Regions from separate parts of the Mus musculus genome. Here all the other regions are linked to region 3. The links are chromatin contacts, called in public HiCAR-type, HiChIP or PLAC-seq and promoter capture Hi-C maps. All regions are on one chromosome and are shown on one strand. The core of a region is the stretch at or near the end of the contact, and the rest is flanking DNA. Distances in the headings are between cores, read along the strand shown.

What was found. Promoter capture Hi-C pulls out the DNA fragments that hold promoters and counts their contacts. HiCAR-type assays count read pairs that join an accessible place to other places. HiChIP or PLAC-seq counts read pairs in DNA pulled down with a chosen protein or histone mark.
Region 1: a promoter capture Hi-C map of pre-B cells shows a contact between it and region 3. The contact joins the promoter of Stx11 here to the promoter of Fbxo30 in region 3. A contact is called at or near these places in 7 of 39 promoter capture datasets (the C10 cell line, the HPC-7 cell line, cranial neural crest and 4 more) and 3 of 115 datasets of contacts at active chromatin or transcription factors (astrocytes, large pre-B cells and stem cell-derived neural progenitor cells).
Region 2: a contact with region 3 is called in a HiCAR-type map of astrocytes, with 6 times the contacts expected there. The contact joins the promoter of B230208H11Rik here to the promoter of Fbxo30 in region 3. A contact is called at or near these places in 13 of 39 promoter capture datasets (the 3T3-L1 cell line, 3T3-L1-derived adipocytes, the C10 cell line and 10 more), 2 of 484 Hi-C or Micro-C datasets (both in embryonic stem cells) and 5 of 115 datasets of contacts at active chromatin or transcription factors (astrocytes, embryonic forebrain, embryonic stem cells and 2 more).
Region 4: a promoter capture Hi-C map of hematopoietic stem and progenitor cells shows a contact between it and region 3, with 4 times the contacts expected there. The contact joins the enhancer-like site here to the promoter of Fbxo30 in region 3. A contact is called at or near these places in 10 of 39 promoter capture datasets (the 3T3-L1 cell line, the C10 cell line, the HPC-7 cell line and 6 more), 2 of 115 datasets of contacts at active chromatin or transcription factors (acute myeloid leukemia and stem cell-derived neural progenitor cells) and 1 of 9 other capture datasets (adipose tissue).
Region 5: an H3K27ac HiChIP or PLAC-seq map of trophoblast stem cells shows a contact between it and region 3, with 7 times the contacts expected there. The contact joins the promoter of Stxbp5 here to the promoter of Fbxo30 in region 3. A contact is called at or near these places in 4 of 39 promoter capture datasets (the C10 cell line, liver and pre-B cells), 1 of 484 Hi-C or Micro-C datasets (adipose-derived mesenchymal stem cells), 5 of 115 datasets of contacts at active chromatin or transcription factors (acute myeloid leukemia, astrocytes, pro-B cells and 2 more) and 1 of 9 other capture datasets (liver).
Region 6: a promoter capture Hi-C map of pre-B cells shows a contact between it and region 3, with 13 times the contacts expected there. The contact joins the promoter of Sf3b5 here to the promoter of Fbxo30 in region 3. A contact is called at or near these places in 4 of 39 promoter capture datasets (cranial neural crest, hippocampal neurons, liver and 1 more), 1 of 484 Hi-C or Micro-C datasets (CD4 T cells) and 2 of 115 datasets of contacts at active chromatin or transcription factors (astrocytes and large pre-B cells).
Region 7: a contact with region 3 is called in a FOXA1 HiChIP or PLAC-seq map of pancreatic cancer cells. The contact joins the enhancer-like site here to the promoter of Fbxo30 in region 3. A contact is called at or near these places in 4 of 39 promoter capture datasets (cranial neural crest, hippocampal neurons, maxillary cranial neural crest and 1 more) and 1 of 115 datasets of contacts at active chromatin or transcription factors (pancreatic cancer cells).

Annotation. Positions count from the first base shown.
Region 1 is chr10:12,962,946-12,965,645 of GRCm38.p6, reverse strand. Stx11 (syntaxin 11) reads left to right here and starts at 1,387. Exons shown (of 3, transcript NM_029075.1): 1 at 1,387-1,646.
Region 2 is chr10:12,921,785-12,924,484 of GRCm38.p6, reverse strand. B230208H11Rik (RIKEN cDNA B230208H11 gene) reads left to right here and starts at 1,358. Exons shown (of 3, transcript NR_038028.1): 1 at 1,358-1,911. n-TLtaa3 (a tRNA gene) reads left to right here and starts at 1,832; the gene lies at 1,832-1,914.
Region 3 is chr10:11,280,011-11,282,731 of GRCm38.p6, reverse strand. It overlaps Fbxo30 (F-box protein 30), which reads right to left and starts at 1,402. Exons shown (of 3, transcript NM_027968.3): 1 at 1,232-1,402.
Region 4 is chr10:9,879,132-9,881,831 of GRCm38.p6, reverse strand. All of the region lies in intron 2 of Stxbp5 (syntaxin binding protein 5 (tomosyn)), which reads left to right. Among named protein-coding and RNA genes, the nearest start is that of Stxbp5, 21 kb to the left of the region's middle. Within about 2 kb of position 1,316, at least 122 of the 459 cell types and tissues checked have an H3K27ac peak or open chromatin away from gene starts, as enhancers often do. A contact at or near this core is called in the HPC-7 cell line, acute myeloid leukemia and hematopoietic stem and progenitor cells, where this site is marked.
Region 5 is chr10:9,899,697-9,902,396 of GRCm38.p6, reverse strand. It overlaps Stxbp5 (syntaxin binding protein 5 (tomosyn)), which reads left to right and starts at 1,357. Exons shown (of 26, transcript NM_001081344.2): 1 at 1,357-1,866. The coding sequence starts at 1,714. It overlaps Gm46210 (a long non-coding RNA gene), which reads right to left and starts at 1,084. Exons shown (of 3, transcript XR_001779713.1): 1 at 900-1,084.
Region 6 is chr10:13,007,197-13,009,896 of GRCm38.p6, reverse strand. Sf3b5 (splicing factor 3b, subunit 5) reads right to left here and starts at 1,447. Exons shown (of 1, transcript NM_175102.4): 1 at 714-1,447. The coding sequence starts at 1,274. The coding sequence ends at 1,014.
Region 7 is chr10:12,887,291-12,889,990 of GRCm38.p6, reverse strand. No RefSeq gene overlaps it. Among named protein-coding and RNA genes, the nearest start is that of Utrn, 27 kb to the right of the region's middle. Within about 2 kb of position 1,405, at least 58 of the 459 cell types and tissues checked have an H3K27ac peak or open chromatin away from gene starts, as enhancers often do. A contact at or near this core is called in pancreatic cancer cells, where this site is marked.

The DNA.
Region 1 (2,700 bases), core at 138-2,637, 1.7 Mb before region 3:
CCTTTAATCCAAGTACTTGCAGGTGGATCTCTGAGTTCGAGGCCAGCCTGGTCTACAGAGTGAGTTCCAGGACAGCCAGGACTACACAGAGAAACCCTGACTCAAAAAAACAAAACAAAACAAATGAAAAGCAAAACAAAACAGAAGGCTGGGGCATGGAGGAGAAAGGCCCCAAGGATAAAGTGTTACCTTTACCTGGCTTTAAGTATCTGACCTTGTGTATTGGGTGAACTGTGTGGCTGCTCTGTGTGTGGTAAAAACTACTTTCCGTCTCCTTTCCATACAGTCCTCTGTTGAGGTGAGGAGCAGGCTGGCCCACACTTAGAGTGCAGAGACAAGCTTCTTTTCCATGAAAGTGGAGTTTCTGCTTAAGTTGCCTGAAGTTGCTCTGCCCCGGAGATTTGTCTTTCTGGCCTTACCTGGCCTTACATTAGTAGATCGATTCATCGGTCATTTCACATTAGATGGATAACTTTGGGTTACCGTAACACCTTGTTCCTCAAATTCTTCTGGCGGTGGCTTCCTATCAATGCATATCATCTTTCTTTCTTCCTGTGTTCTTTTTTTAAGATTTATTAAATATTATTTATTATTATATGTAAGTACACTGTAGCTGTGTCTTTCAGATACACCAGAGAAGGGCGTCAGATTTCATTATGGATGTTGTGAGCCACTGTGAGCCACCATGTGGTTGCTGGGATTTGAACTCAGGACCTTTAGAAGAGCAGTCAGCGCTCTTAACCACTGAGCCATCTCTCCAGCCCCTCCTCTCATACTTTCTTTGTTTCTTGATGGCTAGCCTTCTACCTTGTTTGTCCAGCGGTTTCCCACCCCCTAGCCAGAATGCCCCTTTTCTGTTTCTGAGCCCCCAGTAGGGTGCCAGGCAACGAGGACAAGGTCGTGGCAATACTCCTGTGGGTGTCCCACTGACAGCAGGCAGGAAGGGGCTAGTGGAAGGCGGGGCTCAGTGTCTACGTGGTCCACAACCTCGGGTTAGGCAGTCGTGCGGGTCCCCGCTGGCGCAGCCACACCCACGCTCAGAAACGGTTTCTAGTGCCCTAGTTTCGGAACTACTCTGGACTGCAAAAGTCATCCGCGCTGAGGGGTTTTCCCGCGGAAAGTCCGATGGATCCCGCCCCGCCCATCTCTCCATCCCAGAGCAAGGAAGAAGAAAGAGCAAGTTCCCGGGTGGTCCACACCGTCGCCCGCAGCATCTCGGGGTGCACAGGAGGGGAAGAAGGCTCGTGCTTAGGTTCCCAGCAACCCGCAGCGTGGCGACCCCAGTCGGGACGGGAAGCTGCGCGCCTAGCCGAGGGCGTCCCCGGGGCGGGGCCCTGGTCCCCAGCTGTGCAGCCTCAGCGCGGCAGGGGCGGAGCCAGCAGCACCAGACGCGGCCCTGCGGCTCAGGGCTCGGACCCCGGCTGAGAAGCGCAGCCCGGGCCAGCAAGAAGCGGAGGGGGCAGAGCCGCGGGGACACGCCGCGGTGTCCTCCCGGCGTCCGGACGCTGGATCAGCGCCCCGCAGGATCACGGTTCGTTTTGTCCCGCGAGTCTGCTTAGCTCTCTAACTCTTTCGACATCGGGGACCCAGGTTCGGGGTTGGCTGGAGTGGTGGACCGCGCTGGCAGGGATGCTGCGCAGCTGCAGGTGGGTTTGGGGTGTGGTTCCCTCTGTGCCTCTAGGTACCTTCAGGACGAGGCTTTGGGTTTCTCACCTAGAGCCGAGAGCTTTTTTTTTTTTTTTTTTTTTTTTTTTTTTTTTTTTTTTTTTTTTATGTTTAAGAATATAATGCGTTATCAGAAGTGCTTCAGAAATGTAGACTGACTCTGAAGCTTCCTGAGGCAACTTCTGTTTTGAATTTTTGTTGTTTTTATTTAATGGAGGTGTTTTATTCAGTTCGGTCGCCACTTTCTCTAACACATCAGAATGGACACTTCTCCACTTGAACTTGACAGTATGACTCAGGAGCCAGGAAATACAGGAACACTGATACCGCGTTGAAACAGCTCCCACGGAGGATTTGGGGTAGTTTGTTTTAGGAAACCGATCTGATGGCTTTGCTTAGAGAACCACACCACGGAATTCTGTTGGCTTCTTTGGCTCCGCGAACATCAGCTGAGACCTGCGTTTTACTTCCTGTGACTCTCACACTTATTAGAGCCATTTCTCAGCAGAGGGAGGAGCTGTTGTTTCTACACGGGTATCCACAAATGAGTCACAAGTCTACTACAATTGCAAGGCTTTGTTAATACGCTTTTGAAAAGTGAGGTTGGATTCCTGTACTTTGAATAAGACCGAAGATTCAGTCTGGTACTGTCAAACTGGGGCAGGCGGCCTAGGAAGTAACTATTCAAGTTTTCAGTTTCCTAGAGCGCCTGATGGGACAACATGCCAGCTAGGGTCACTAGGCTGATCTGAGATAAACCCTTAAAATCATGTGCTTTCCCACAGAAGCTGAAGAGAAAATTAATTTCTTTATCCAATAACCATTTGGCTGTTGTTTTCACTAGTTGGTAGAAACTGGACATTTAATGAAGTGATTGTAAGTTACTCTGAAATTTAAAATATTTCAGAAAGTTTATTTTTACCAAATTAGTGCCTTAAAAAAAAACATATAGAAGCTTTTGAAGAAAGTAGATGGTTGCTGGAGCCAGACATTAAGATGCTGAGTCTCCCTGAGGCTGGATAAAGGCTCTAAGAA
Region 2 (2,700 bases), core at 109-2,608, 1.6 Mb before region 3:
AATATTTCTGAGAAGAACCCTCCGGTGCAAAGCTGGGTTGGTGGAGAAGTTCTGCAGCCCCGGGCAACAGCAGCAGTGCAGGCAGGGGGCTTCCTTTAGTTGAGCAAGTCTGCAAGAGATCTCTATGGCCTCATTCAAAATGAGGATAGGAACGCCTACATTACAGTTATTAAGAAAATTAACCGAGCCCCTGAAGAGTGGTACTCACTCTAAGCCTTTAACCCTGACATTTAGGAGGCAGAGACAGACAGGTCTCTGTGAGTTTAAGGACAGCCTGGTCTATATAGAGAGTTCCAGGACAGCCAGAGCTACATAGTGAGACCCTATCTCAAAAAAAAAAAAAAAAAAAAATCAAGCTAGACAAAACTGTGTGTAGGGAGCTTAGAGCAATGCTTGGGTTATAGAGTGCACATGTTCTCATGTTCTCATTTGCATTTAACACCCATTGCGTGCAGCTTCAGGCCTCTCTCTGATCACCTGGTGAGGTAATCACCCCATGTTACTGACCCCATGTTACATTCCACAGGCTGCCTCCAGACTCTAGCACAGTGTCCGCACAGAGAACAAGGCCTGAGGACCTAGGCTCTCTGGTGTACTTCTCTGAGTGCTTACCCTGGATGCCCTAAAGGTACTATTGAGGAACATGGTCAGGCAAAGGTCAGTGGAGTTCCCGCCATTGGGAGATAGACAGGAGCTGTCTGGATGCTAGAGTAGAGTTCCTTCGTAAGGAGTCCGGTCAGACTTAACCAGGACTCAAGAGAACCAAAAGCTGGGTGTTCCCTGGGGGTCACAGAGCTGTGAGAGATGGTAGAGCAGTTGGATCATTACAGTGAAACTGAGAAAATGTTTGAGGGAGCCACTGGGAGGTCTGAAACAGTGGGGCACTTTGTGAAACAGTGCATCCTAGGTTTACAGTCAAAGACTGAAGCCACCAGACCTGTATAAACCAAACATGGGGGTGGGTTAGGGGAGAGGGACAAGGTGGGACAGCCAGAGCAAGGCTCAGCCACCAGCTCCCTGCCTGCAGCTGCAGAAACACCTAGCCTGAACCCTGGGGTAGAGCCAAGGTTTTGAGGAACAGCCGAAGTAATGCAAATAAACCGCTGTACCCTAAATTGCTTTTTGTTGTGGGTGTTTTGTCCCAACAACAAAAGGGGAGCTAAAACAGGAGACAAGTTAAAACAAGAGTTTGCCCTCTAGGGGAGCTGTAGGGGTGGCAGGAATCCAGGAGGTCTTGACCCTGCATTTGAAGCAGAGCAAAGGGGACAGTGTCTACACAACCAGGGAGGGGGTGGGGGATTGGGCCACACTGCCCTGACCACACAGCTTTCTCCGGAACCTCCTCTTTCTCCGGAACCTCCTTCCGGCATGTGGTAACACTGGCGAGGAAGGAAAGCCGCGCGCGCACAGGTGCCGGGCCCCGGGAACCTATTCGATTTAGAAGAAACACACTGATGGTTGCCCTGCGGACCCGTGCCTACACCGCCCGAGGGACCCCTCCCACCTCCGCTCCGGAGCCCAGAAGTTAGCTGTGGAGTTTGTTTGTCGCGCCCGCGCACCTACAGTGAGCAAGGAGAGCCGGCGCCCGCCGGCCCAGAGCTCTGTCCCGCTCTCTGCTCCTGCAGTTCCTTCGCTGCCGCCGAGATCTCGGGGCGACAGTGAGCGGCGGCGGCGGCGGCGGCGCGAAACCCCGGCGGCAGTCTCCGAGTCTCTGTAGCCGGGTCGGGAAAGCGCCGCGCAGCCTGCGCAGAAGCATCCTCGAGTAACTGGGGAAAATGAGGACGGTATTGTGAGCTTTGTAGGAACAGCAAAGAGAAGAGAGCACGCCTGCACCAGGATGGCCGAGTGGTTAAGGCGTTGGACTTAAGATCCAATGGACATATGTCTGCGTGGGTTCGAACCCCACTCCTGGTAAAGTTGCTGTTTTGTTCCTTGCCGCGGTCTGTCAGTTGTTTTTAGGTCCAGAGCTTTTGGAAATTTAGAAGTCTTATTTCAGTTGAAAGAAATGTTCTTTAATCCTTAATAGGGCGCTGCTACAAGGCAGCCCAATTTCCCGCAGTGAAGCGACCGTGTCTCCAGGAACCGACCTGAGCCAGGCGGGAAGAGGCTCCCCGGAGAGGTCTGGTATTGGCTAACTTTTTGCAAAAGTACTTTTGCACAGAAGAAAAAAGAAAAAAAAAAAAAAAAAAAAAACAAGTCCGCTTTTGCCTTTCCTCTGTCCGCTCCCCACCCCCTTCTTTTTTCTTCCTTTCCCTTTGTTTTCTTTCTTTCCTTTCTTTTCATTTCCCCCCCCCTCAAAGTTTAACGTGTTCACATGCAGTCTTTCAAAAATGTACCATTTGACCATGAAGACCCAGAATTTGAAATATTTTCGATTTTTATCTTCTCCTATTTTCTTTGGGTTTTTTTGTTTTGGTTTGGTTTGGTTTGGTTTGGTTTTTGGTTTCTCGAGACAGGGTTTCTCCGTGTAGCCCTGGCTGTCCTGGAACTCACTTTGTAGGCCAGGCTGGCCTCGAACTCTCAGAAATCCTCCTGCCTCTACCTCCCAAGTGCTGGGATTAAAGGCGTGTGCCACCCTATTCTCTCCAAAAGTGTTTTTTATCAAAGCAGTCCAAGATCTTAAACACATTTTGTAGGCGTGGCTCAAGGAACTCCCCAGCCTTTTGAATAAGTTGAGACACTGATTAAATAAACCCCTCT
Region 3 (2,721 bases), core at 153-2,652:
TTAAGTATTTTATATTTTAAGACAAAAAATAAACAAAAAACCCTTTAAACCTAAATCTAAACATTCAGAAATATTAGAGTTCCAGTTTTCTTATATCATTCATAAAACACCTACTATTTCTAGAATCACACACACACACACACAAAAGCTTATGTCCCTATGTTAAGTATCGGGTATAAACTGGTGATCTAAGAAGTTAGCAAAACATGTTGTCCTCAACTAAACTACTACAGCAAGAAACAGTGACTAAGCATAAAGAAGAGTGATTCAACGAAACTGTATGCTTTAGAAAAATCAAACAGGGATACTTCATGGTATCCTTTGTCTCTTTGTCAGTCAACACAGGATTGTTTGGGAAAACTAACATAAAAGCGTGCAGAGCGTGTTAATGTAACTTACTTTGCCTGAAATTTAGCAGGGAACAAATAAAAAAAAGAACCTCAGAAACTTTTTGAGACTTCGTTTTAAAAACGTTAACCCTCTTTGATACCAGAATGCCCGTAAATAACTTCATCTTGGATCACAGTCAACAAAGCAATCATGGAAGAAAAGGTCAATTCCTTCCCAAGCATCTATTTTATCCGGGATTTACCACGGGACTCAAAGAAGGGAGAGGGGAGCAGGAGAAACGCGGCAAACACAGGCCTCCGTCGAGGTTAAAATGTAATCCCCGAGTGACTTTGAATCCGCCGTGCGTTCCCTGTCCTGCTTCCAATCTGGGACTCCACGAGCTGGAACCCAGGAACTTGGGGGGGGGGGGGGTGATCCCTAAGTCTCGCTTTAACCAGGGCCACAGCTAAGCCTCCGCGCCTCTCACTTCCATGAATGGAAAAGTTACCAACTTCGCTTATCCCGCGGAGACACTTGGAGATGCCTCGCCGTCCTTTAACCCGTTTGCGCCCAAACTCCTCAAGTCCCTACGAGGCAGAGGGTGCGAGCCACGCATTCCGGGGTCCCCCGGGGCTCCTCTGCGCTCAGTGGGGGTGGGGGCGGAGGTGGGGGTCTCACCCGGTTCCGCGTCCCCGGGGGTCGGGGCGCCATTTGCCGGGAGCCTCAAGGGCAGGCCACACGGGCGGCCGGGCGCGACCCGGACGGGGCCAGCCGGACGGAAGCCTCTGAACTGCGCCGACTCCACCGGCCCCGCCGCCCCCGGGGCCCGCGCCGTCCGGGCCGCTGCCCGCCCGCCCGCCCGCGTCCCCGCGCCAGCCTCCCGCGGCCTCGCCACACTCACCAGCCCGCGCGGGCCGAAGCGCCGCTCAAACCCTGGCTTCTCTGGCCTTAGCGCCCGGCGGCTCCGCAGCGTCCCCGCACCGGACCGGACCACGCACGGGGCCCGTCCCGTCCCAATCCTCTGCGCCTCCGCCCTGCCCGGACCGCCGCCTTTTCTCCTCGGCCTCCAACCGCCACCGCCCTCCTCGCGCGCCCCGCCCCGCCCCGCTGCGCCCCGCCCCCCGGCCCGGCAGCGGGTGAGCGGGCACGCGCACGCACAGCGGGCGAGGATGCGCACGCTGTCCTGTGCCGGTCAGGCCGAGCGCAGAGAACCCACGGGGCAGCCTCTCCCTTGGTGCTCCCTGCCGGGTCCGCCTTTCGCGCCTTTGCTTTTTGTTTGTTTTTGGAAGGACTCTCCGAGCCCCTGTGGCACTGTGGAGGACGCAGGCCCAGGAGCGCGACCCGTCCTCCTAGCGCGCACTCGCAGGAAATAGGTCAGCCCCCGTTGTCGGTGGTAACTGCCACCACCTCACGTGCCCGAGCCCTGTGACTCGGTGACCGCTCTGCTCTGTGACCCGTTTCCCCTTGTAAGGGCTCTGCTGCTCGTCAGCCCGCGGCGGGCGGCTTCGGTGGGGCGAGCCACGCGGCCTCCAGAGGGCGCGGCGCGGCTTCTGGGAAACGTCTTAGGGCCGGAGCTTTCCCGTGGCCATCCAGGGCTACACACCCCGCGTGTAGGCGTCCCCGTTACTACCGCCAGGCCCGGGCGTGAGGCTGAGGGACGGTGATGTCACCGACGCCCACCCCGTCTGGAGGCCTCCTGCCAACTCCCACCTCAAAGCCACCGTGAAGGAGCCTTGGCCCTGGCTGGCGGAGGGGCGGAGGTGAGAAAACCCCCTTGGGTGGCCGTTCTGGTGACTGCAGTTTTACTCCCCAGCTGTTGGAAACGGTGGCTCACGAGAGTCACCGTCCTTCACCTTAAAAACCAGCACTTTCATACAACTACACAAAACCCTGGGGAGCTTAAGACTGAGCACACTGTAAAGGTCAGGGGTTTGGTTTGGTTTAATGAAGACATTCAGATTTTTGAAATATTTAGTGCTTATATGTGGGGTGCTTAGGACGCTGTATTTTTTTTTTTTTTTTTTTTTTTTTTTTTTTTTGCCTGCTTTGGCTGTAGGAGGTAGGCGCTTTTCGGTCAGCCCAGAGCGTGAGACCCAAAGGGGCCAGGTAAGAAAAGTGAAGCAGACAGATGAAATGGTGGGAGAGTTGCTTGTGCATGACAGGTGGTCGCGATTGAGTCACACATCCTTCCATTACATCCCCTTCCGCAAAATAAGGGGACTGCGGCAGGGAATCCCAAAGGCTCTCTACAGCTTCAACATTCCCATACTGATTGATTGTACTTTGGGGCTTTCTGCCTCTCTAAATCACCTAGTTGACACTAGGTCATCTCCCACCTCAAGCTGAGTAGGAGTCAGGGCAAACAGAAGCCTCTGCTCTTCCATAAGTGGC
Region 4 (2,700 bases), core at 67-2,566, 1.4 Mb after region 3:
ATATATTAATTTTTTATTTTACTCTGTTTTTTTCCCTGTTGTTTTTCCTTTGTGCAAATTTGAACTTTTGGCCTACTTAATTCTTTATTTCTCTTTAAAATAACCTCTAAAACTTTTCTTTCAAGACACATGAGTGTTAAATGACCAAGTCTTCATAACTCTTCCTTATACAATGTTTAGTGGTTTGTAGAAGGCCTCCCCTCCCATCCACTGTGACTATTTTAGTATTCGTTCTCCTTTGTTTGTTTCTGAGAAGTGAACTACAGTTTTTATCCTCATTATAAATAAAATTATTTTGTGTTCACCATCAATTTTCTGTAATTTGAACATACAGATGTAAGAGTGCTTTGGTAAGATTTTATTAGTTTTATGTCTGTACAAGGTTTTCCTGTATAGTCCAGAATTGTGGGATTGTAGCTTGATGCTACCATGTCCTGCTCAAGATAAAGGATGTTCTTTTAGTTTGTGTTTTATTCTCCTTTGTATTTTCTGAGCTTCTTGGATCTGTAGTTTATCATCTGACATTAATTAGGGGAATTCTCAAATTTTTCTCTTTTCATTTGACTGTTCCATTACACAAAGTATTTATTCTGTAGTTTACACACTTTGTTGAAATTTTGTTCTGTAACATTTTGATTGTTTTTTGGGAGTGGGGCAGGTAGGGATTTATCTTTTTCTCTTTGTTTGACAGTTTTGGAAGGTTTGTATGATACTGCTTATATTGAGGGTTCGTGTCCTTGTTGGTATCTGGTCCACCATTTAGATCATAGGTGAAGTTGCTGACATCCTCCTCATTTAACAGCTACACTTCTTAACTCTTGCAATATAAGTTCTTGTCCTCATTTGATTCCATCATAGGATGTCTGCTATCTGACCTTAGACAAAGCTTTATACATCTTCACTGCTCTCATTTTGGTGATGGTAGTCTTAAATGACTGGTTTAATTCCGACACACGTCATGTTTTTGAGTTTTCATGTTTGCTCTGTCTGAGACTGTGTTTGGCCTTTCAGGCTGTCTTGTGATTATTCTTGCTAGCTGAGTATGCTATACTGAGTAAAAGAAGTCATTGAGGAGACATCTTATTAATGGGCTGTTCCAGGAATTGGGAAAGGTAGGTATCTGCAGTTTTTCAATTGGGTCTTAATCTTGAACGAGCCTGTCCTCCTCTGTCCCTCCTCCCTTCCCACAACCCTGTGGCTCAGCACTTCTATACCACAGTTTACTGTTCCCCTTTCTTTGCTTCAAAGGCTTCACTGAAATTGGCATTTTCCTTGTGTGTGTTTGCTGACTCACGTAGCGCACATAGGTCTTAGAAAGGCAACTTGAGAACCCACTGCTGTGACATAGATGTGGTTTCCTCGACTCCGCTGTGTGTGGAGAGCAGAAGGGAATTCTTTTTGTTATGTTTACTGTGAGAACTTCAGCTTTGAGCTGTAAAATTCACAGAAGTGTGGAGTCCTTCTCCTCTCCTCCTTGACTGAACTGTCTGGTGTCTTGGGTTTCAAATTCATCCACTGTAGTCCTTCAGTAGCATATCAATGACAGTGGCCATTTCTTCACTCCATGGCATCCCCAGCACCCTGCTTCTCTCTAGTCACCAGCCTGTTCAAGTTACAGTAGTTTGTCTTGTGAGCTCACTTCTCTAACAGATCTAAGAGTGATTTACTGTTCTAGTTGGTTCAGCTTTTTGCTTCTTGTTAACAGTGATGGCTCTCAAGGACCCTTATGTACTAGACCAGAAACGGTGATTCTATAATAATGATTAATAGGTGGTGATGGGGGGAAAGTAACCTTAAAAAAGAGGGTTTAAAACTGACATTTGCTAAGTAAATGAAACTCTAAGTATAGGTTAAGAGTGTGAAAGTATAAATTGTCACTTGGCAGAGACTTTCCCCTGGAAAGCATTCGTATAGGAAATGAAATGAGGCATGTTCCGTTCTTTGATAAAGAGTCCTTACACCACGGCCTTCCTTTCCTTTCCTTTTGATTTGTGTAATAGCCCTAGCTGCCCTGAAACTCACAGAGACCTGCCTGCCTCTTCTCTCTCCTGGGGCCTGGGACTAAAGGCTTGTACCACCATGCCCAGTTTCTCATACCATTGTTAAGAGCATATTTCTGCTAGACAGTTAGAAGAAGTCACACAGGAGTAAACAATAACTGTAGGTCTTAGAAATAGTAACTATGGGGAGGTGGTTGAGTAATCCATAATTGCTGGAAGATAATATTTAGAAATTGATGTCTCTTATAAATCATTTAAAAACAGTGGTCTATATTAGCATCATTTACACAGAAACAACAACACTGGGTCCAAGCACCCACTTGCTTTTCTTCTCTTGAGATTCTGATTTCCCAAGTCTGGCATGGAGCATGACATCTGAAGGGATTTTGTTTTGTTGTTGTTGTTATTTATTTCTTTTAATCTCATGGCTGCTTGTGATTCAGAATCAGAATTGAGAAATCCTGGATTAATGCTTGGCCATATGGACAGCAGTAGTGAGTGAGGCAGATGGTAGATAAGAGCCATATTCATTACTGTCTGCTTAGAGAGGGTGTCATTCTAAAGTACTCACGCCTGTGTGAGTGCGGAGACACTGTGCTGTGCAGAGCAAAGCCTGCTGGGAGAGACTGCCGTTCTGGCTTTGAGGGCTGCTGTGTCCTCTTCCTGGAGGTTTAACTGTAGATAGACATGAAGCCAGCAG
Region 5 (2,700 bases), core at 108-2,607, 1.4 Mb after region 3:
TTAGAGGCAAATAGTTTAGGAACTTACAAATAGTTTAGGAAAGACTTTAAGTTTAGTTTATTACGTCATCCCCCTTTCGTGAATTAACTTCCTACTTCAACAAGTTTTAAACCGTAGAGCAAAGTTTTAAAAAGTTCCAACTGAAAGGCTTCTTCTTGGTGGACAGAACTTTTAGAGAACTACACTTCCCGAAATGCCCTGTGCGCCAAGCCTAATTGGTTTGTTTACTATTCTTGAAGGCTAGCTCCGTCTGCCCATAGGCCAATACTGTGAGGAGACTGTCCTGAACGAGAGAATGTAGCCAATAACGAAGCAAAGGGAGGTGCTTCTGATTTTGGTGCGGAACTAACAAATCCTAGTAGCATTGCTGTTCCCACCCCACCCTCGCGCCCCGGTAGGGGCGGGGTCTTTCTAAACCTAAGATTGGCTTCTTGCTGTACAACCCCCCCCCCCGCCCCCGGCTATAGAAGGTCTTCCAAGGATTCCCCCCTTCTGATTATCCAGCCCTATCACCTTTGCTTATAGAATGCACTGGCCAGAAGGATTGCTCTCTCCGCCCTCAGCACCAATTTCTCTCCACTGATGGAAACTTGAACCACTCATCTGTCTCTTAGCACTCTGGGAGACATGCAGGAACATTGGCGGTCAGATCTGAGAAAAAACTTCACCTCCTTCTCCCGCCGGATGATCTCAGAGAGACTCCAGGGGGCTGTCGATTGGTTAATTAAACTGGCAGGTAGACGGGACTTTGTAACAAGGAGTGGCGGGGAGTGCTGTCTGCCACCCACCCTGCCTGCCAAATGGATTCAGGATGATGGGTGACCAAGGTGAGATCGCTGGAGTTCTTCCCCTTAGGGGGCCGACCCCAGTCTTTCCTCCACCCGCCAGCCTCGTTTTACCTCCAGCAACACCTTCATGAAGGAGGCTGGGCTTCTCTCCCTTTGGGTGTCTCTTAGTTGTCATCTTGCCACTGACTTAATCGTTGCCTGGATGTTCCATTGCGAGCCCAGATACAAGCAAACCCGAAACCACACTGCGGGAGCTGTGAGTGACAGGGCTGGAGGCGCGGGCCACTGAGCCCGCGGGTCCGCCAGCTGCTGCCCCTGGTCCTCGGCGGAGGATGATTTAAGCCGCCGGCCGGGGGCGGGGGCGGCGGCGCGCATGCGCACCGGGCAGCTCGCTCCGCGGAGGCCCAGCTGCCGCCACCGCCGCGGCCGGCGCTGGAACCGCGGCTCGCCGCCTGCTCTACCGAGCGTTGAGGGCCAGGGTCCGAGGCTCACGGGAGGCGACAGCGAGCATCCGGGGAGAGAGCGACAGGCGGCGCGGAGACCGGCCCCGGGTGCCCGGGCCATGCGGGCCGGGCGGCTGCGCTGAACGGAGGCCGAGCCCGGGACCTGCCGGGGGACTGCCGGGCTGCGGGCCATGGATGCGGCGGCAGCGGCGCGGGACGGCGGGAGCCCGGCCGCGACCAGGTGAGGAGGCGGCGTCCGGCGCCACTGCAGCCGCGGCGGCCTCGGAGGAAGAAGGCTCGCCGCCGCGCGCCCGCCCGCCCGTCGTCGCAGCCCTTCCTGTTGGGATTATCTTCTGCTCCCCGCTGCTCCTTCGCTCCCCGCGGTCGAAGCCGCCGCTCGGCTTCAGCGGCTCGGACTCCTTCGCAGCCGGTGCCTCCTCCCCTACCTGGGCCTCGCAGCGGGGAGACCCTTGGGCGAGACCATGAGGAAATTCAACATCAGGAAGGTGCTGGACGGCCTGACCGCAGGCTCGTCCTCGGCCTCGCAACAGCAGCAACAGCAGCAGCACCCGCCTGGGAACCGGGAGCCGGAGATCCAGGAGACGCTCCAGTCCGAACACTTCCAACTCTGCAAGGTGAAGGGAGCGGGGAGCGCGCAGCCCGGCCAAGCTGTCGTGGGAAGATTGGGGTCGTTTGAGGGGGCCGCTGGGCAGCACCTGGGAGCGCGAGGGCAGAGCGCGCCAATGGAGCTCAGCGCTCCAAGAAGGCGCCCCCCACCCTTGACAGACGTGCCTTGCTGGGGGATTTGGACAGAGATCCCCTACTTCTTATAAGTCGGTGTCTTTTTCCCTTTCATAAAAAGCAATCATTTCAAGGCAACCCAACCCTTGCCTTTAATCCCCATCTAGATGCTAGTAACAGTGGCCTAGAAATACTTTTTATATTCGCGCATATTTTATTATCTTCCACTGACGTCGAAATTTTCCAGCAGTGTGTGATGAACGTCGTCTGTGGGCAAGGCAAACCTGTTCAACCAGGTTTTTTATTTTTTATTATTATTTTTTTTCGCATCACTTTTTCCTTAGAATGCGTGCGAGCGGCTCACCACCTGAAGTCACAGGATTCTTTTTAGCCTGTTTGGTTAAAAACTTAGCGCGGAGGGTTTTGTCAGTGAATTGGCACGATGATTGCCACAAGGTCTTGTATGTAATTCAGAAAGAATGATGCAGCGGATTAATTCCCAGCTGCTAGGTGAGAAAGGCATATGAGCCTCCCTATCCAGAATCGCCTGCTTCCTAGATAGCCATTAGGTCCTTCCTACAGCGGTGATTTAAAAGCCTACGTACAATTCGGTTCTTATGTCCTAAAATTATTCCGGACGTAATACAAAATTACAAGATTATTTTTCGCACCCATTTTCATCGTTAGAATTGCAAATGCTGGTTCTTTAACTAAATCCTTCTATTAGT
Region 6 (2,700 bases), core at 198-2,697, 1.7 Mb before region 3:
TTTGCCTCGAAAGCACCTGGACCAAGTGTGCACCAACACATTCTTTGAACTCAAGAGATGCCCCAGCCTCTTGGGTGCTGGGATTAAGGTGTGCACCACCACACTGGTATGCTGGTGACTCATACTGCTTTTATGGTTTTCCTTCAGTAAGTCAAACACACTGCTGCTCTTGGGTCCTCTGCCCTGGCCGGAAAACACCTGCATGGCCATTTCTCTTGATTCCTTAAAATCTGTTCTCAAATGACATCTCAGTAAAGTAGCATTGTAAGCATGGTTTTTAAAGTTGTAAACTCTTCAAGCTGGCATAATGTATGCCCTCAAACCTTTGGAAAATGCTCTGGTGAAAAGGGAAGAGGGGTGGGGGGAATGGGGCGCTGAGCAGGATGGGGACGTGATACCACTTGTTTGCCAGTTTATCATTTCTGAAGACACAAAGGGTAATCATCAAGAAAAAGGGGTAAGGGGTAGCGCATAAAGGGAAGGGTAGGAAAGGGATATGGGCAATCTCCGCGCTTCAAGGTTTCTTTGGGACCAGACACACTGTACGCGTGAAGACTATTGAGGTGGGATAATATCATAAAAGTGTGTGTGACGACTTAAGGACTTGCCCTGTGCTTCTGCCCCCATTTCCTATTTATACTCTCACAAAACCTTGATCCACAGAACCCTCTCCTAATAACCTCCCAAAGAACACAGCAATCCATACCAAAGAATAGAGCAAACCCTAAACTTTATATATATATGGTTTTTTAAAAAGGCAAGAAGACATCAACTATCGAAAAGCAGACTCGAAATGCGCATCACTCTCGTGCAGTCTTCTCCCTCGCTTGCCGATGCTGGGATCACTCCTTCTGCACAGTTCACAAGGAGCGGACCCGGACAGTCTCTCCATGACTTGTTCCGAATCCTCCACAGGTACGCAGGTCAGGCGACACAGCCAACACGGAATGGTCGAGATGCAGGAGCAAGGAGGCTCGCAGCCGGCACACGGGGAAGACTGGGCAGCGCTCACCTCAGTTCTCCTCGGGCTTGTCCGCGGGCGGCCCGCTGGGCTGCAGCATTTTCTCCATCAGGTTGAACCGCACGCGGGCTTTGCTCTCGTTCTCGGCAATGGCGAAGTAGTTGAGGAGGTCGAAGTGGCCCATGTAGGAGCAGTAGGAGTCGCGGTGCTGGTTCACCAGCCATTCCCACTTGGTGGTGTCGGCGTGGCCCGTGCCGATGTACTTGGACTGCAGATGCTCCAGCTGGCTGTGGATGGTGTACCGGTCCGTCATCGCGCCGCTCTGCTCGTAGGCTCCGAGGTCAGGACACAGACGAGAAGCTGCCGCTCGCGGCGTTCAAGTGAGAGACGCTGCCGCTGCCGGTGCCGCCGCCGCCACGCAAAACCTCAGTTCGTGCAGGCGCGGGAGAAAGACGCCACCGAGACGCAGGAGTAGACAGTCTTTTCCTAGGCGGAAGCGGAAGTGCCGTCTGTCGCGGGATTGGAGTTGCCTAGGAAACACTGGGCCGTCTCCTCACGGAGCCCGCCTACTTCGAAGAGTGTTGCATGATGGTCCGCTTAGTGGCTCTCGGGTGATCACGTTCTAGTCTGAGCGTTGCATTCTGGAACAAGTAGTCCAAAGAGTTTGTTTTAGGGTTTTGTTTTGTTTGTTTTGTTTTTGCCTGGCTGCTGTAGGACGATGGCAAACGGCCTCTGAGAGTTATCCCACGGCTCTGGGCTACTAAGAAGGGGAAATCCAAGAGGGTTTCAACTACAAGCAACCAGGAAAATTAACTCTTGTACCTAGAAGCTAACGTGGCAGCATGGTTCCCCCGCGGTCCCAGCTTTGTCTCTTAGAATTTGGGCACTGGGAAAAGTATTTTTGGTGATCAGTGTCAGCCCCAGTAGTCTCACTAATGGCTCCCACAACGAGCTCCAGGCTCCCGTTTCTCAACCCATTGAGGGGTTGTTTGCTCTAGGTCACTCAAAAGCTATTCCTTGAAGTCAGATGTGGTTCAAGACTAGATAGATAGATAGATAGATAGATAGATAGATAGATAGATAGATAGATAGATAGATAGATAGATAGATAGATAGATAGAAAGAACACCTCTCTTTCTAGTCACCTGTGTTTTTCTGCTGATTACTGCCTTACGTTGGGGGTTGTGCACTTTCTCACGTTACAAACAACTCAGAAAAGATAATTGTACTTCTTTTATGGTATCCCTTAAGGATACATGTATAGCCTGATGTAGATTGTACTCTCAAAAAACCATTTTAGGAATGGGGTAAGAGCAGTCACAGCCAAAGAGAATGGACAATGACAGACAATTTGAAAATACAGGAGTTTGGGGGTACTTTTGTTTACTTGGTGGGGGGAGGATCTGGCCCTGAGCTCACAGCAATCCTCCTGCCTTTGCCTCCTGAATGCTGGGATTAGAGGTGAGTTCCGCTCCATCCAATATTAATTCTTCTGTTTAAATTTTGTCATAATAAGCATCATGCCAGGTGGTGGTGGCACACACCTTTAATTCCACCACTTGGGAGGCAGAGGCAGGCAGATCTCTGAGTTCAGGGGCAGCCTGGTCTACAGAGCTAGTTTCAGGACAGCCAGGGCTACAAGGAGAAACTCTGTCTCAAAAAAAAATAAAACCAACCAACACCAAGACTTAGACAACATAATACACATCTTATTCCTAAAATATAGAGACTATACGGCA
Region 7 (2,700 bases), core at 156-2,655, 1.6 Mb before region 3:
CTTAGTTATCATGTGTGAGGTCAATATTAATAAATGTATTCTTAACTCTAAAGGAAAAAAACCCCACAGCTTCTCCAATTTCCCCCTGGGAACTGGTGCTTAGCTTACTAAATGGAATGCTCTACTAAGTATATATCAGGCCCTGGGTTTGATTCCCAACTCGTTAACTAACTATGATGGTGCCCACAGCAAGTCCAGCATTCCAGGTGTGGAAACCAGGCATCCTTGGCTACATGGGAAATTTGAGACTAGCCTGGGCTACGTGAAACCCTATCTCAAGAGGGAAAAAAGTAGCTGAAGATATAACAGCATCAAATGGACTTATTTTATAAGAAAGTCCCAGAAGGGGCTGGTGAGATGGCTCAGCAGTTAAGATCAAATCCCAGCAACCACATGGTGGCTCACAACCATCCATAATGAGATCTGATGCCCTCTTCTGGAGTGTCTGAATGTACTTACATATAATAATAAATAAATAAATCTTTAAAAAAAAAAAAAAAGTCCCAGAAGGACTGCAACTGAGTTAAAAGGAAAACTATCTTCTTAAATTGTTGCTATTGTTGATGCTGCTGCTGACAGAAACCAGATCTCTGTAGCTTTGGCTATCCTAGAACTTGCTATGTAAACTAGGCTGCCCTTGAAACTCACAGGGTTCTCTCTGCTTCTACCTGCTGACCACTAGGATTAAGGCAGGCACCGCCATGCCTGACAGACATTGTTTTTTAATTTTAAAATCGCGGTTACTTCTTTGTTCAGGAGGTAAGTGTGCTATGGCACAAGGGTATAGGTGCGAAGACAATCTCGTGTTGAGAATGAGGGTGGGATCTTTTTCTCTCTGTGGGTCATGGGGATCGAACTCTGGTCGTTAGGCTTGGTGGCAAGCACCTTTACCGGCTAAACCATCTGTCTGATCCTCCCAGTCAATTTTTAAGGCATTACACCATGCCTATGTACAGCTACAACATCTATTCACACATATGCGAGGCCCACAGTTGGGGCATGGGTGCCACCACTGCCTTTTAACCCTTTCATAACTCACACCCATGGAGAATGGCGCCCAAGGGGTAAATTAAGGCACTTAGCCCTGGGCTTTTTCCTGCCCAGGCAAAAATGGCAAAGGTGGTGGTGGGGTGAATATGCAAGAATATCAGAGACTTAAAATTACCAACCATTACAAGTGTTCTCTCTCAGTCAATTAAACGGCTTCAAGTTTCCAAAAACCAAGCATTCCGTTTGAGGTAGTTAGTTGCTTTTCAAAGATAGTCCCGAGAACTCGTAGACTGAGTGAAGCATCCTCTGCACGTTCTAGAAAATTCTCTTGTGGGGCACTTGATAAGGTGTACAAACAGCACTGAGAGGTAGCTGTTATGTTACAGCGAACTCCCAAGCCACCAAGTGAAACCCAAGATGTCATTTCAACCCACTCACTGGAAAGTCTGACTCAGGAAACGTGGGGTGTGTGCGCCTGCGGTCCGGTGCTTACTGAAGCCACACCCACAAGCCTTCTAAGGCTAACTCTGATGCCCGCGAGTCCTGATTCATTAAAAATCTTTAGGCTTACTCCCACTGTGCCCTTTCATCTGCTGTCTGTATCCTAAAGATGTTTCCACGAGCACGCTTGAAATTTTCCTGAATGGACAGATTATCCTTCAGAGTTTATGTATGCTTTTTCCATCTCTCTCTCTCTCTCTCTCTCTCTCTCTCTCTCTCTCTCTCTCTCTCTCTAATTATAGAGGTTTTTAAGCCCCTGCTGTGGGACATTTGAGTTCCTTTCTTGGGTGGGTGATAAGTTTTGGCTTCAGGCTGGAATGTCCCAGAATAACCAACGTTTAAAAGTCTCCTTGTCTGAAGTTTTCAGGGCCTCCCATGACTGAGGCTATGCTGTAGCTACTGAGATCAAGCAGAGAAGGGCAGGGGAGGCAGTGTATGGCCTAGATATTGTTCAAGAATTCTCATTACTTCAAACCACTGTTAGCCCTTGGCTTGGAAGCTGGCCCAGTAGGTAAGAGTGCTTGCTGCACTTCCAGAGGATCTGAGTTCAGTTCCTAGTGTTTGTGTGCCTGCAGCCTGAGCTCCAGCTTGAGTGCTTGAATAAGAATGGCCGTCCTAGGTTCTTAACTTTGAATGCTTGGTCCCCAGTTGTTGGAACTGTTTAGGGAGGGTTAAGTGTCACCTTGTTGGAAGAGGTATGTTACTAAGGGCCAGGCTTTGAGTTTTCAAAAGCCATTCCCAGTTAGCTCTCTCTGCCTCATGCTTTTGGATCAAATGTAAGCTCTCAGTTCTTGCCCCAGGACTGTGTTCCCTACCATGATAGTTACAGTCAAACCCTCTAGAACAGTGAACTCCAAGTTAACCACTTTCTTTTATAAGTTGCCTTGGTCATGGCATTTTGTCATAGCAATAGAAAGTTAACTAAGATACATACAAATATGTAAAAGCAATGAAAATAAATCTTCAAAATAAGGAAGATTCTCTGTTCATTGAAGCAGGGCAGTGGGTAGCATTGGAAGACATGAAGGCCAGAGGCAGGATAGGCTTTTCAGACTTAAGTCCTGATGAAGGTAGTGCCGTTCCTCTCAGGGTTGGGGTAATGTTGGGAGGCAGGCAGGGGCTAGAGTATTGTTTAAATCTGCCTGAAGGCACAACTCCATACTTTATGCATACCTCCAGGATATTTTTCCATTAACAACCAACCTTTGG